Linked DNA regions of Ovis aries: region 2 is linked to region 1. Evidence: chromatin contacts called from public Hi-C data. All regions are on one chromosome and are shown on one strand. Each heading gives the region's core, a stretch centred on a gene start, on an enhancer-like site or on the middle of the called end of the contact. The rest is flanking DNA. Distances are from core to core; before and after follow the strand shown. Region 1 overlaps LOC101115252 (NADPH--cytochrome P450 reductase). Region 2 overlaps LOC101115252 (NADPH--cytochrome P450 reductase).

What was found. A called contact is a pair of places that touch in the nucleus more often than the background predicts.
Region 2: a Hi-C map of liver shows a contact between it and region 1, with 2.0 times the contacts expected there. The contact joins two enhancer-like sites. A contact is called at or near these places in 3 of 16 Hi-C or Micro-C datasets (blood, liver and muscle).

The regions. Positions count from the first base shown.
Region 1 is chr24:34,593,383-34,599,129 of ARS-UI_Ramb_v3.0, reverse strand. It overlaps LOC101115252 (NADPH--cytochrome P450 reductase), which reads right to left. Exons shown (of 17, transcript XM_027961642.2): 2 at 4,651-4,704. Among named protein-coding and RNA genes, the nearest start is that of RHBDD2, 30 kb to the right of the region's middle. Within about 2 kb of position 3,064, at least 26 of the 54 cell types and tissues checked have an H3K27ac peak or open chromatin away from gene starts, as enhancers often do. A contact at or near this core is called in liver, where this site is marked.
Region 2 is chr24:34,631,877-34,638,059 of ARS-UI_Ramb_v3.0, reverse strand. It overlaps LOC101115252 (NADPH--cytochrome P450 reductase), which reads right to left. Exons shown (of 17, transcript XM_027961642.2): 3 at 3,686-3,877. The coding sequence starts at 3,870. Among named protein-coding and RNA genes, the nearest start is that of TMEM120A, 31 kb to the left of the region's middle. Within about 2 kb of position 4,924, at least 20 of the 54 cell types and tissues checked have an H3K27ac peak or open chromatin away from gene starts, as enhancers often do. A contact at or near this core is called in liver, where this site is marked.

The DNA of each region.
Region 1 (5,747 bases), core at 1,815-4,314:
CAAATCAAGTACTCATCAGGTAGGTGTGATCTTAGTCTAAGGGAGAGACAGGGACCGTTAGTATAGTGGGCCTTTCTCTGCTGTGGGCAGTGCTGTCCCACACTCTGCAACCCAAGGTTCTTTTGAATGTGAACAGCGTGAAAACTCCGGGCACTTACAATAGACAGTCAACCTAGGGGCTGGGGAAGGGGGCAGAAACTGGCCCTTAAAGCAAAGCTTCTCTTTGCAGCAGAAGCATTTAAAAATATATATTTATTTGGTTGTGCCAGGTCTTAGTTGCAGCATGTGGGGATCTATTTCCCTGATCAGGGATTGAACCCAGGCCCCCAGCATTGGGAGCACAGAGTCTTAGCCACTGGACCACCAGGGAAGTCCTTGCAACAGAAACTTTTACATCCCACAGAGCCAAGGGCTGTACCTCGTATTCGTACCTTCTGATCAGTCTGATCCCTTGAAGCCTTTCCTTGCTCTACAGACCCAAAGATTTGCTGAGCCCTTGCAGTGATGAAAGGAAGAGCTAATTCCTATTTACTGAGCACCACCTAGATCCTAAGCACTGTTACCACAAATCTCAAGTGTCCACTATGATCCCCACTGGACAGATGAGTAAGCAGAGGCTCAGAGTAAGTGACCCGGGCCTTGTTTTCACCACTGAGTGTATCGTGCGTGCATGCGTGCATGTGAGCTTGCGTGCGTACGTGCTCAGTCGCTTCACTCGTGTCTGAATCTTTGGGACCCCCATGGACTGTAGCCCACCAGGCTCCTCTGTCCATGGGATTCTCCAGGCGAGGATACTAGAGTGGGTTGCCATGTCCTCCTCCAGGGGATCTTCCCGACGCAGGGATGAAACCTGTGTCTCCTGCATTGCAGGCAGATTCTTTACTGCTGAGCCACCAGGGAAGCCCCAGTGAGTGTGTCAAGCATCTAAATCCACCCAGCTTCACCCCAACCACGGGAGCCACCCTTCCCCAGGGAAAACTCTCCCAGCCTGATGGGGGCTGGGCGAGGGAGCTCCGTGCAACTCTCGCCTCAGAGTGGTACCGTTTCCACACTGGTGCGGGCTCCCCTCGTCCTTTCCCAGGGCAGTGCCTGCCTTGGAGGGTTCAGTCGGCCTGACTCCTCCCTGCTCTCTCCGACTCCAGCTTTCTCCTTCATGGGCGCAGTCTCAGACTAGCTCCAAGTTCCTGCTTTACAGGAAGGAAAGGAGTTTCTTGAGCAGGAACTCACGCCAGGCATGTTCAAAGGAGCTGCCCTGTCTACCTACAGGGCCAGGGATGAGGTGGTCACAAAGCACAGACATACAGGCTTCCCTGGTGGCTCAGCAGTAAAGAATCTGCCTGCAACGCAGGAGACGCAGGTTCAGTCCCTGGGTTGGGAGGATTCTCTGGAGGAGGGCATGCAACCCACTCCAGGATTCTTGTCTGGAGAATCCCCATGGACGGAGGAGCCTGGCGGGCTGCAGTCCATGGGGTCGCAGAGTTGAACACAACTGAACGATTAAGCACACACGTGCACACACACACACACAGACCCTCCACCCCGAGATTAGAAGCCAAATTCTGCTTCGGCTGCTCACCAGATGCCTGGCCTCTTTAGATAAGAAATCAGTTTCCTCCTGAACAAAATGGGGAGGAAAAACCCTGTCCCGCCCGCTTTTCCCAGGCGTTCTGAGGTTTGTTATGATGCTCAAAGGATGGCTCTGTGACATCAGGGCAGAAGGCCAGGACACAGGTGAGCCCTGTCATCAAAGAGGAGCAGGAGAAGGAGCCTGAAGCCCCAATTCTTCAGGCTAAGCCCCTAAGCCCCTGGCCAAACCTCCTGCCTGACCTCTTCCCCGGGGGGACTCTGAACTTTCTGAAAGTCTCTGATGAGCACTTGGTCTTGCCCCCATTTTACAGATGGGAAAACTAAGGCAGGGAAATGAAGCAGCCCCGTCTGATTGGTTCATGCCCAAAATCTAATCTTTCTCTTGTCAATGGGATGATCTTCTGCCCAAACCTCTTTTACAAAGGGCAGACATCGTAGTTCCTTCTGAGGTCAGGGGCGGCTGGCTCAGCCTGACCAAAGGCTCTCTGGCTACTCAGGAGCCAGATCTTTAGAAAATAGATCGGAGGCTTCGACTGTGGGGTTTACTAAGCCAGCTAGGTGTGTGGGGGCCTGCTGGTTACAGGGTGAGCTGACCAGTTGGGGGCAACTGTGGACATGCAGTCTGAAGCCAGAGTTCGGCAACAACATGAATTGTTCCCGGGAAATAGCTAGGAGGAGAGGAGCGCAGAGGCAGCCAGGGAGCTAGAATGAGAAGTCACTGAAAGTGGGGGCTCCAGATGGACCGCGTAGGTACAGGAGACAGCGGAGGCCCGGGCTGGATGTCTCAAAGGGCACCAGTCCCCTACATCAGAATCGTCATGGGCCTATTAAAACTCCCAGTTCCTAAGGCATCCCCACCTGCAGCTGTCGGATCAGAATCTCTGGAGGCCAGGCAGAAATTGACATTTTAAATAAGTTTCACTTTTTTCCGCATTGGAATATGAGAACCACTGCCTTGTGGGGTTAACGTGACCAGAACAGTGTGGGGGATAGCATGTCCATCGCATAGCACAGCTCAGGTAGATTCAAACACAAAAGCAGATAAAGGAGGAAGGGACAGTTGTTTTGAAGGGAGAAGCCAGGATGATGACCAGCCTGGCTCCCTGGGGTGTTAAAATTTCCCCAAACATTTCTCACAGACTCCCTGCCACCCCCACACTCCTAGGTTCTCTAAACCACGTCCAAAGTTCAGCAAAGAGGCAGCCCTGAAATCAAAGAACAAACTTGGCCTTTGGCAACAGCAGATCAAGTTTCCAATCTGGATTAACACCAAGGCCCAGACAGTTGTGTGACCTTGGACGGCTTCTGTGAATCCTTGTAAAGGCACCCTCTTGGGGTTTGGGTGAGGACGAAATGGGCTAATGGATTAAGTCACCGAGTTTATATATTGGTTCCCAGGGACCAGGATGTCCTCCTCTTTCCGGTTTCCTACAGACAGACTCCCTCCCAGCCCCCTTCCCTTTGTTCCTTTCTCTGTTATGCAACCAAAGTTTAAATCCTTCCCGGTTTGAGGCCAGCTGCCGAGCAGATGGGAGGGTGTCTGTGTAACGGGAGGTTTCGAAAGTCCCATCTTTCCTGCCTCCCTCCGCATTTTTGTCCACGTGCAGCTGGAACAAGACCTTTGCCTGCTCTCCTCAATATTACGAAAAGTCGGGTGTTTATGTTATCTCCTGGCTTCTGCTCCAGCGGTCACCATGGCAACCAGAACCCAGTGCCGGCCATTGAAAAAGCCTCTGAGGAGGAGCCTGCTTGGTTTGCATTAACATTCAGTTCGGACAGCTCTTGTTGAGAGCATCTGCCTCATGCCTGTGCTGAGCAGTCACTAAGCAGAAACGGGAGTGATTTAGAGCTGGTCCCTGACTTTGAGGGGCTGGCCAAGATATAGAACGTCTCGGTCTAGTTCAGTGACTCTCAAAGTGTTGGCCCTCAAACCAGGAGTTTTCCCATTACCTTTGAATTGGTTTGAAATGCTACCTTTCAGGCTTCTTTCAAGGTCTACTAGGGTGGGTAGAGGGGGTCCTGAAATCTGGGTTTTAACAAAAGCCCCCTCCCTGTGATGGTGATGGAGGCTGGAGTTTGAGAACCGTAGATCTAATTAAAACCTCACCCCATCCCAAGAACTGGGAACTATTGTTCCCACGTCATAGATGAAAAAACAGAGGCTCTGCCCTGCTCTGTGTGCAGACTAGCTGACAGCTTGTGAAGGGGTTGGGTTCTCAGATCCCTTCCAGTGTCAAATTCTGCCTCTGCAGCACCTGTGACAAGGTGAGGAGCAGGTGTTCTTTTTCCTGGATCCTGGCTGGAGAAACAGAGAGGTACCTTATTCTCTGCCCAGCAGGGTCAGGGCCAAGCGACAACGCAAGTGGAAATGGGAAATCACAACGGAGGGAAGAAGAGCTGGGAGTAGGGTCCGAAAGAGCAGCAGCAGCCCTGGTGACAACCACCCGCCCCAAACGTGGGGACACTGAACTGACATAATACCCTGCTGCCCTCATAGCCGAGATCATCCAGGCATCTAAGCCAGATCCTCAGTCCTGAGGCCTCCTCTCCTGCGTTCACTCACCTGCACGCTTGGTTGGGCTCTTTCCACGCTTTTGCCCCTGCAGGCTCTCAGGGTCCCCTCTTACACTGCATCTGCCTGAACACCCTCTCCCCAAAGATGGAATCGCCTCTTCGGCAACCAATGGCCTCCAGCTTCTCTCGGCCCATATCTCATGACTGGGCGCTTCCTGCCTGTTCAGAGAACCCATCCACCTTTGAAATCTCTGATGGGCTTAAGTTTCCCTTTAAGTGAGCTGACATCCATCCCCGTGAAATATCCACCTTTTACAATATAAGTTAGTCTAATCCCCCGTAACAGAGATCACAGGCTTATTTTTAAAGTAAGGCGATCCTTGCCAACTATTTCCCATAAACCTACCACCCGCATTTGCAGATTAAACAAAGCAGGTAGACGATATCAACACTTTCGCTTGAAAACAGTGAGGTGGGAGCAGAAAGGGACAGGCTGAAGGATCAGAGGCGCTGGAGGGAAAAGTCACTGACTTGGATGCTCCGTCTTACCACTTCTTGCCCAAGAGACCCTGGCAGGACCGCAGCAGTTTTCACAGGAGCCCCCTTCAAGAAAAAGAGCACAATATTGCAAATATGATTTCCCAGAACTTGTTTCATTTTGTTGAAATCAGTCACAGATGGATGGTTTGTAATGACAGAAAAGGTAAAACTTAGCATGTCTTCAGTGATCGTTTTCACATACTTTATTGTTTCAGCAAATGGGAATCTTGAAGCTTAAGTAACTTGAGTTTTGTGGAAATCTGCCCCTGACTCAGGGCCTCAGTTTCTCATCCTATCCCCCATCCAAAGTTGGTTTGAGAAATGAGCTAAAGGAAGGTGAAACCATCAGCTGAGATGTTAGTGTGGCCTCTGATTTCTAAAGATGAATGCTTGCAGCCTGGGCATGAGGGAAGCTGGTTGATTATTCCTGTTAATAATCAAGAGCACCAGATGGGCAACCCAGATTAGCATTCTGCCCTGGGGAGGCCTCAACTGGAGCTCCAGGACCAAACCAGTAGAACCAGTAAATTCAGGGAACTAGCTCTCTTCCTACCAGAAAGGAAATGCTTGTGCAGATCCATAAGGACAATAACAGGATTATTTTAATCTTAATCGTTTTGGCAACTCTGGCTCTGTCAAGAGAAAGGCTGTGGTAGCTCAGGAAATTTAAAAAAAACTCTGGTTTCATTCCCCAGAACGTCTTTTTCAAGAGGGATGAGGATTTAGCAGGAGAAGGAAGGAGCGCTAGAAACTCCTGCCTTGCCTTGGGCTGCCCAGCCAGCCTGCAGCCCCTTGACCACCAACCCTGCTTTGCAGAGGGTGTCTCCTTCTCCTCTCCCTTTTTATTTTTTATTTATTTATTTTAACATTTTTTTGATGTGGACCATTTTTTTTAAGCCTTTATTGAATTTTGTTACAGTGTTGCTTGTTTTAGGTTTTGTTTTTTTGGCTCAGGGCATGTGGGATCTAGGTGGCTCAATGGTAAAGAACGCACCTGCCAGTGCAGGAGATACGGGTTCGACCCCTGGGTTGACAAGATCCCCTGGAGGACGGCATGGCAACCCAGTCCAGTACTCTTGCCTAGGAAATCCCATGGACAGAAGAGT
Region 2 (6,183 bases), core at 3,675-6,174, 37 kb before region 1:
AGTATTGGTGAGGATGGGCAGCAACTGAACCCCTGCATGCCGGGGGCAGGGCTGGAAGCTGGTGCTTGCAGGCCGGGAAACTGGCCGCATCTAACAGAGGCACACGTGAGCCTTCCCTCTGACGCCACCTCCACGCCCACTACACACCCAACAGAGCTACGTCCACATGGGAACCACGTCCACTTGTACAGGCGTTCCCTGCAGAACCGCTGGTAACAATGCCCGAGGCTGGAAGCAATCTAAGGGGCCTTCATGACGGGAGTGAATAAATCACGGTTTACTTCCACAACTGAACGCCATGTAACGATAACAACGAGAGAACTATCACTACACGTGACGTGGAGAAACCTCAGGAAAAACGGCCAAACGCGACACATCCCGGGACACAGATGACACTTGTCACGAGAAGTCGGGAGAGTGGGCGACCTGGGGGTGGTGAGACTGGTGGGGGTAGTTTCTTACCTGATTATGTCCCTTTTGTGAAAAATGATCAAACCATGTGCTTAAGATCTGTGTACTTTTGTGTCTGAATGTTATGCATTTCAATAAAGAGCTTATGAAAAATACCACGGAGGCCTTCTAGAACTGACCTTTCCTCGAAGCCCTCCCTGGGCTCCTGAGGTTCTGAAGCCCAATCCAGCCTTGTGGTGAGGACCCCCCCCCCCCCGAGGCCAGCACACCTCGGAGATTCACCTGTGGACACGGGGGCTCCTTGGGGATAGCCTGCACCCCAAAGTCCGGGGTCAGGGGGTTGCGGACATGTATCCTGTGCTTGCTATCAGACACAGCCGCTCCTACTGGCTTGGTTTTTAGAAAACATCCATGCCCAAAGGTCTGGACTCACTATCCCAGGTGGTGAAGGCCTGAAAAGGCCTTAAAAGACCAACTGGAAGCCACTGGGAATCAGTGAGGACTCCGGATCCAGCCGTGGGCTGCGGACAGTCCCCACACCGCTGGCTCTCCGCGGGCCTGGCGGTGAGGGAGGCGCCGAGCTGTGGCTGGAACCACCTGTGCTCACCAGCAGCACGAGAGAGCAGGGGCAGCATGGAGGGATTTGCAGCGGGAGCCAGCTTCGTGGCCCGGGCGCATCAGCAAGGTGGCCTCTCTGAGTCTCAGCTCTCTCACCTTTAAACTGGGATATTACCCATGTCTTAAGAGACAGAAGGCAGCCTGGCAAAGCGGGGAAAACTGAGGGCTGTGGAGTCTGTAGATCTGGGTTCAAAAAAAAAAAAACACAGCTCTGCTTCTAAGTTAGGTGACCTCGGGCACACTCAATTGCTAACACCTCAGCTTCCTTCTCTGCCAAACAGGGTAATGATGGTGTTCTGGAAGGTTCCGGTAAGACTGGAGATGGTATTAATGATGAGGGCTCGTCAAGCACCAGGAGCTGGGCAAAGAGCTCTATGACGGAGTGTGTTGGTTAAATTTTTACAGCCCTATGAGGTCAGTTCTACTGTTATCTCCGATTTATAATTGAAGACACGAACTTCAAAAGATTACGTGAGGGCAAATGTCACAAGACAAATACGGGGTGGGGTGGGCTCAGGGCCCAGACCCTAACCACTGCTCTATGGCAGCTTCTCTTACAGCGTACCTGCAGGACCCTGGCCACAAGGGATTCCGCGTGAAACCATGAGGGACGAGAGGGGACTGAAACATGTAGGGTGAAAATTTGAGGACTGTGCAGAGGGAGACAGAGTCCCAGCACTTTGGCAAAGGAAAACCATTCGAATCTGTGACTCTGTAAAGCCTAGGACTTCTGTTGCGAGTCCACCTAGCCAGCCCAGGGACCCTGGTAACGCGAGAACGGCGGCTCCAGGCTCTCTCATGGCACAGCCTCCCTCGGGGGCAGGGGTGGGGACATGCCTGCATCTTACAGACGAGCAGACGCAAGGCCCCTTTAAACTGGGACCGGGGCACTGGTCCTCTTATCTTGAGTGCCATACCTTTTCACCAAGAATACTTTGCCACACCACGAATGTACCTGTCCAGTTCCAGGGGTACAGGCTGGCCTCCGCTCGCCTGCCAGCCTCCCTGCCCGGCTCTGACCTTCTGCTGGCTAAGCCCCTAAAGTCTTGGAATGTGGCCCCCTTCCTGCAGCACACTCTTCTGACCTCTCCAAGAGGGGATGCCTCAGTAGAGACCCCACAGCCTGTGTCTCCCACCTGCTCACCTCTCCCTCCATCATGAGCGATGAGGCCACCCACTCTGCTGAGCTGAAAGTGTTTCAGAAACCATTTTTTAAAGTACCTTTCCAAGTCCTGACTTGCTGGCTTCTTTAACATAAAGGCCATCCTTGCATACCTGCGGCATCCAGCGCAGTGCTCGGTATGAAACACTTTGCGACACAAACGCCTAAGCAGCTGCCAAGTGGCAGGACTGGAGCTAGTAGATGTCACAGACATCACCCACAAGAGCCCCGTGAGGGCGGGGTCCCTGCATGTAGGGTGAGTGACCTCTGGGGAGGGGAGCGGGCCTGGAGGCTGCATTACTGCCCAACAGTCAATGATTTAATCAATATGCACGCACAACGAAACCTCCACAAAAACCCAAAAGGATGGGGTTTGGACAGTCCTGGAGCTGCTGACGACACAGAGGGACTGGGCAGGTGGCAGCCCACAGGGGCAGGGGAGCCCCGGGCCCCTTCCCCACACCTTGCCCTATGCCTCACTTCCATCTGGCTATTTCTTTTATTCTTACTAAATCACACTAAAAAAAAATAAAAATAAATAAATAAATCACACTAAGCGGGTGATCTAGTAAGAAAGATGTTTTCCTGAGTTCCGTGAACCCCTCTAGCAAATTAATCAAACCCGAGCACGAGGTTATGGGAACCTCTGACCCAGGTAGTTGCTGGCACCCCGACTTGTTGACGGCTGTCTGAGGGGGGCAGGGGGCAGGCCTGTGGGGCTGAGCCCGTAACCTGGGGGAGCTGATGCTAACTTCAGGAGACAGTGTCACACCCAGCTGGGGTCCAGAGAGCTGGAGAACTGCTTGGTCAAAGGAGCATTCAGTCTGAGCACTGACGGTAGAGGAGGGAAAAATAGCTTTTCTCTTACTTTGTCGCCAACCCCTGACCGCAACCAATCTCTAAGCTCCAGGCTCCTCTCTTCATTTAAAAAGAGAAAGGAAATTATCCTCCAATTAAAATAAATGAATTTTTAAAATAAAATAAAAAGAGAAATGAGCAGCTGTTAGGTGATAAGGCATGTTAAGGTAGCATCAAACTGCAACTCTGTCCTTGTCAACAATGAAAAGGAGTCAAGGGAATCCCAAAAGGACCGGAAACTTGCGCCCTGGCCCTGAGGACGGTGCCTCGGTAAGCCCGTGTGTTTGCGAAAGGCCCGGTCAGGGGCCTGGAGTGAGACGTTAACTGGGAGCCTTGTGCTGAGGCCCTGGTGTGCCAGAGCACCAGGCTACCTGTTGGCGCATGGTGGCTTCTGCTCTGACTGGTTCCTGCGAGGCCTGAATGTGAGACAGGCGTCAAAGGGCCTTGACCGGTGTGAGGGGCAGCGTAACAGAAGCGCTTATGAAGCTAGACCAGAAGCAGAGCCCACCAGTCAGGCAAAACTCAAGACGCTGCACGGGGCCCTGCCCCTCTCAGCCGGCTCGCTCCTGCCTGAGCACTGCTGGGAGGACGGCAGAGACGTGCTCGGGGGGGTGGGCCCTGAGCGTTGTCACTTACGTGGTCTGAATCTTGGTGAACTCGGGGACTTCTTCTTTTTTCTTCCTGAAGAGGAACCAGTATGTCATGACGCCCACGATGAGAGAAAACAGGATCATGTCTGTCGTGCTGAAAAGGGACACTTCTTCGGCCACCGTCTCAGGCGTGGTGGTGCCGGCATCCATGTTGGAGTCTCCCATGTTCATCAGGAATCTGTCCAGAGAAAGGAGGACAGACGTCAGCAGGGGCCGCCTGGGGTCTGCTGGGGAGCCCCCTGAAGGCTTCGGTCTGGGCTGTACACCCCAAGGGCTGCAGCAACAGGCAGAGCCCCGGGACCAGAACTGAGCGAGCACACAGCCCGCGTGGTGCCTGCTCAGCCCCGGGCGCACCTGGGCACAGGCTGGAACCAGGACCGGGCCTCCGGTGACCTGAGAAGGAGCCACGGGTTCCACACACCAGCCTGCTTCAGCCCCACAAGGACACAGCGGGGCGCAGCTTCCCTTTCCCCGGCAGGCCCGGGATGCCCCGAACCCACCACGCTCCACAGGTCTTCAGGGACTGGCCCTTGGACAGCTCCACGGAAACCTCTGAGCCCTTGGAATGTGCCGCCTGATAAGAATGTCTCCACATACCCGCATACCCGAGACCTTGGGTCACCCAGACAGTTTATGCTAATGCTGCGGCTTAGAGGAACACCTGAGGCTCTGAGTCACATTGTTCTGCTGGGACCTCTCAGGTGCTGGAGACTCAAGAGGTGAGCTCAGACATGGGGGCGCCCCAGGCCTTCGAGACTGATTCTCAGTAAGAACCCTGGATGCCAAGGCTCGAGGGGGCCTTGCCAGCTAGCAGCACTTAAGACGTGTGGCCACACGTGGCTGCCGGTGGAGCACGTGGTGTGGCTGCCCCGGAGGAGAGCCCGGCTCCTGCTGGACTGTCCTTTCGCGCCTCCCTCTGCTGTCTCCCTCGGCCCTAATCACCTATGACTGGGAGGAACGCAGGTTTGCCAAGTTCTGTGTGTCCTCCTGCGTCACTGAGGCAGAGAGCGGTCCTGGGGGAACCCACCCCCCAACACACACCGACTGGCTTAGTTCCTGATGGTGTTCTCGGGGCCCCCCACCACACCAACCTAGTTAGTCCCCTCAAAAGGTGCTCGACTGGTCCTTCCACCACTGAAACCTGGCAGGTATGTACAGATGAGCCAACAGAGGCCCAGACACTCCCGCGGTGCACTTCTGCTCTTGCCACCAAGGCCGGGCTGGCTCCGCAACGTCACTGCCCTTTTGCAATCGCTGCTCCTATCCAGTGGCGGGCTCTCAGCGCAACCACGGCTCCAGGCGCAGTCAGAAATGCCTGAGTCACAGCTCCGTGAGGAGGGCACTGCGAGATTACTTCACACGTGACTTCCATTCGCTGTCACTGCCTTCAGGGAACCACGGTGGGGGGGGTGGGGGGCCCGGGTCAGCTGAGGGCCGGGAATGGGCCCTCCAGAGTGGCCCTCCAGCCTGCTTCTCAGCTTGGTCACTAATCTGAGGGGCTGGTCTCAGGGGCTGAGTTCCCGAGATCACCTCAGCTCACCCTTTCCGGTATCTGATGTGAAAAGACAATCTTAACTCGAGTACCAGAAAGCACTGTTTAAAGAACTGACTTATAAACACACGGAATGTTTACTCAGGGTTAGTCACGTCTCTCTACTCGCTCTGGCAGTGGCGACTGGTGCACCCACGAGGCTTCTGCTGTGGAGGGGCCTGTCCTCATGGTTTTGGAGCCCGCCTGGGGTCCCGCCAGGGCCGACATGCTGACCCAGGAGAGCCCCCCGCAAAGACTGCCAGCTTCCTGTCCCACCGCCTTGCTGACTCAGGCTGCCCGGCCCCCGTACTTTACCAAGGGGGGCTGACACCCACAAAACTAAACGACGGCTTCTCGCTGCACACGCGAGTCAACCGCAGCACTCAGACCTGGGGTCCCCACAGCTCTGAGATGCAAAATGTCAGACAGACCAGAGCCGCAGAGGGCGGTGGAAAGGACCCCAGAGAGCATCTGATTTCCACCGGAGGCCGGGAGGCTCCAGGGGGGCGAGGTTTGCTCGCCACTCACCCAAGCCGGGGGATGGAGTGGACACATCTCTCTGTTCTGTCCCCAGTTCCCGAGGGACAAACAGTCCCCCCGACACCTGGGTACCTGGCTCGTGGTAAGAAGGAAGGGTTGGGAGGCTGGCAAGGAGGAAGTCAGGAAACCCTTCACCTCGTGCTTCCCTACTAGGATCAGAGCCACGTGCCTGGGGGCTGAAAGCGAGAACAAACTGTTAAACCACCAACGACCCACTGAGGTGTACACGAGCCCACCTGCCCTCCCCTCCAGCCTGTGTCCCCGCCCGCAGGGCCTTGACCTGGGCCTGGGATGTTCTCCTTCTACCTGCTCCCCACTCAGTCCTCAGACCTTGGCTCAACTGTCACTTCCCGGGTGGGGGGTGTGTATCACACTTTCCCGGCACAGTGCTTGGCACATCATCTAGGGCTGGA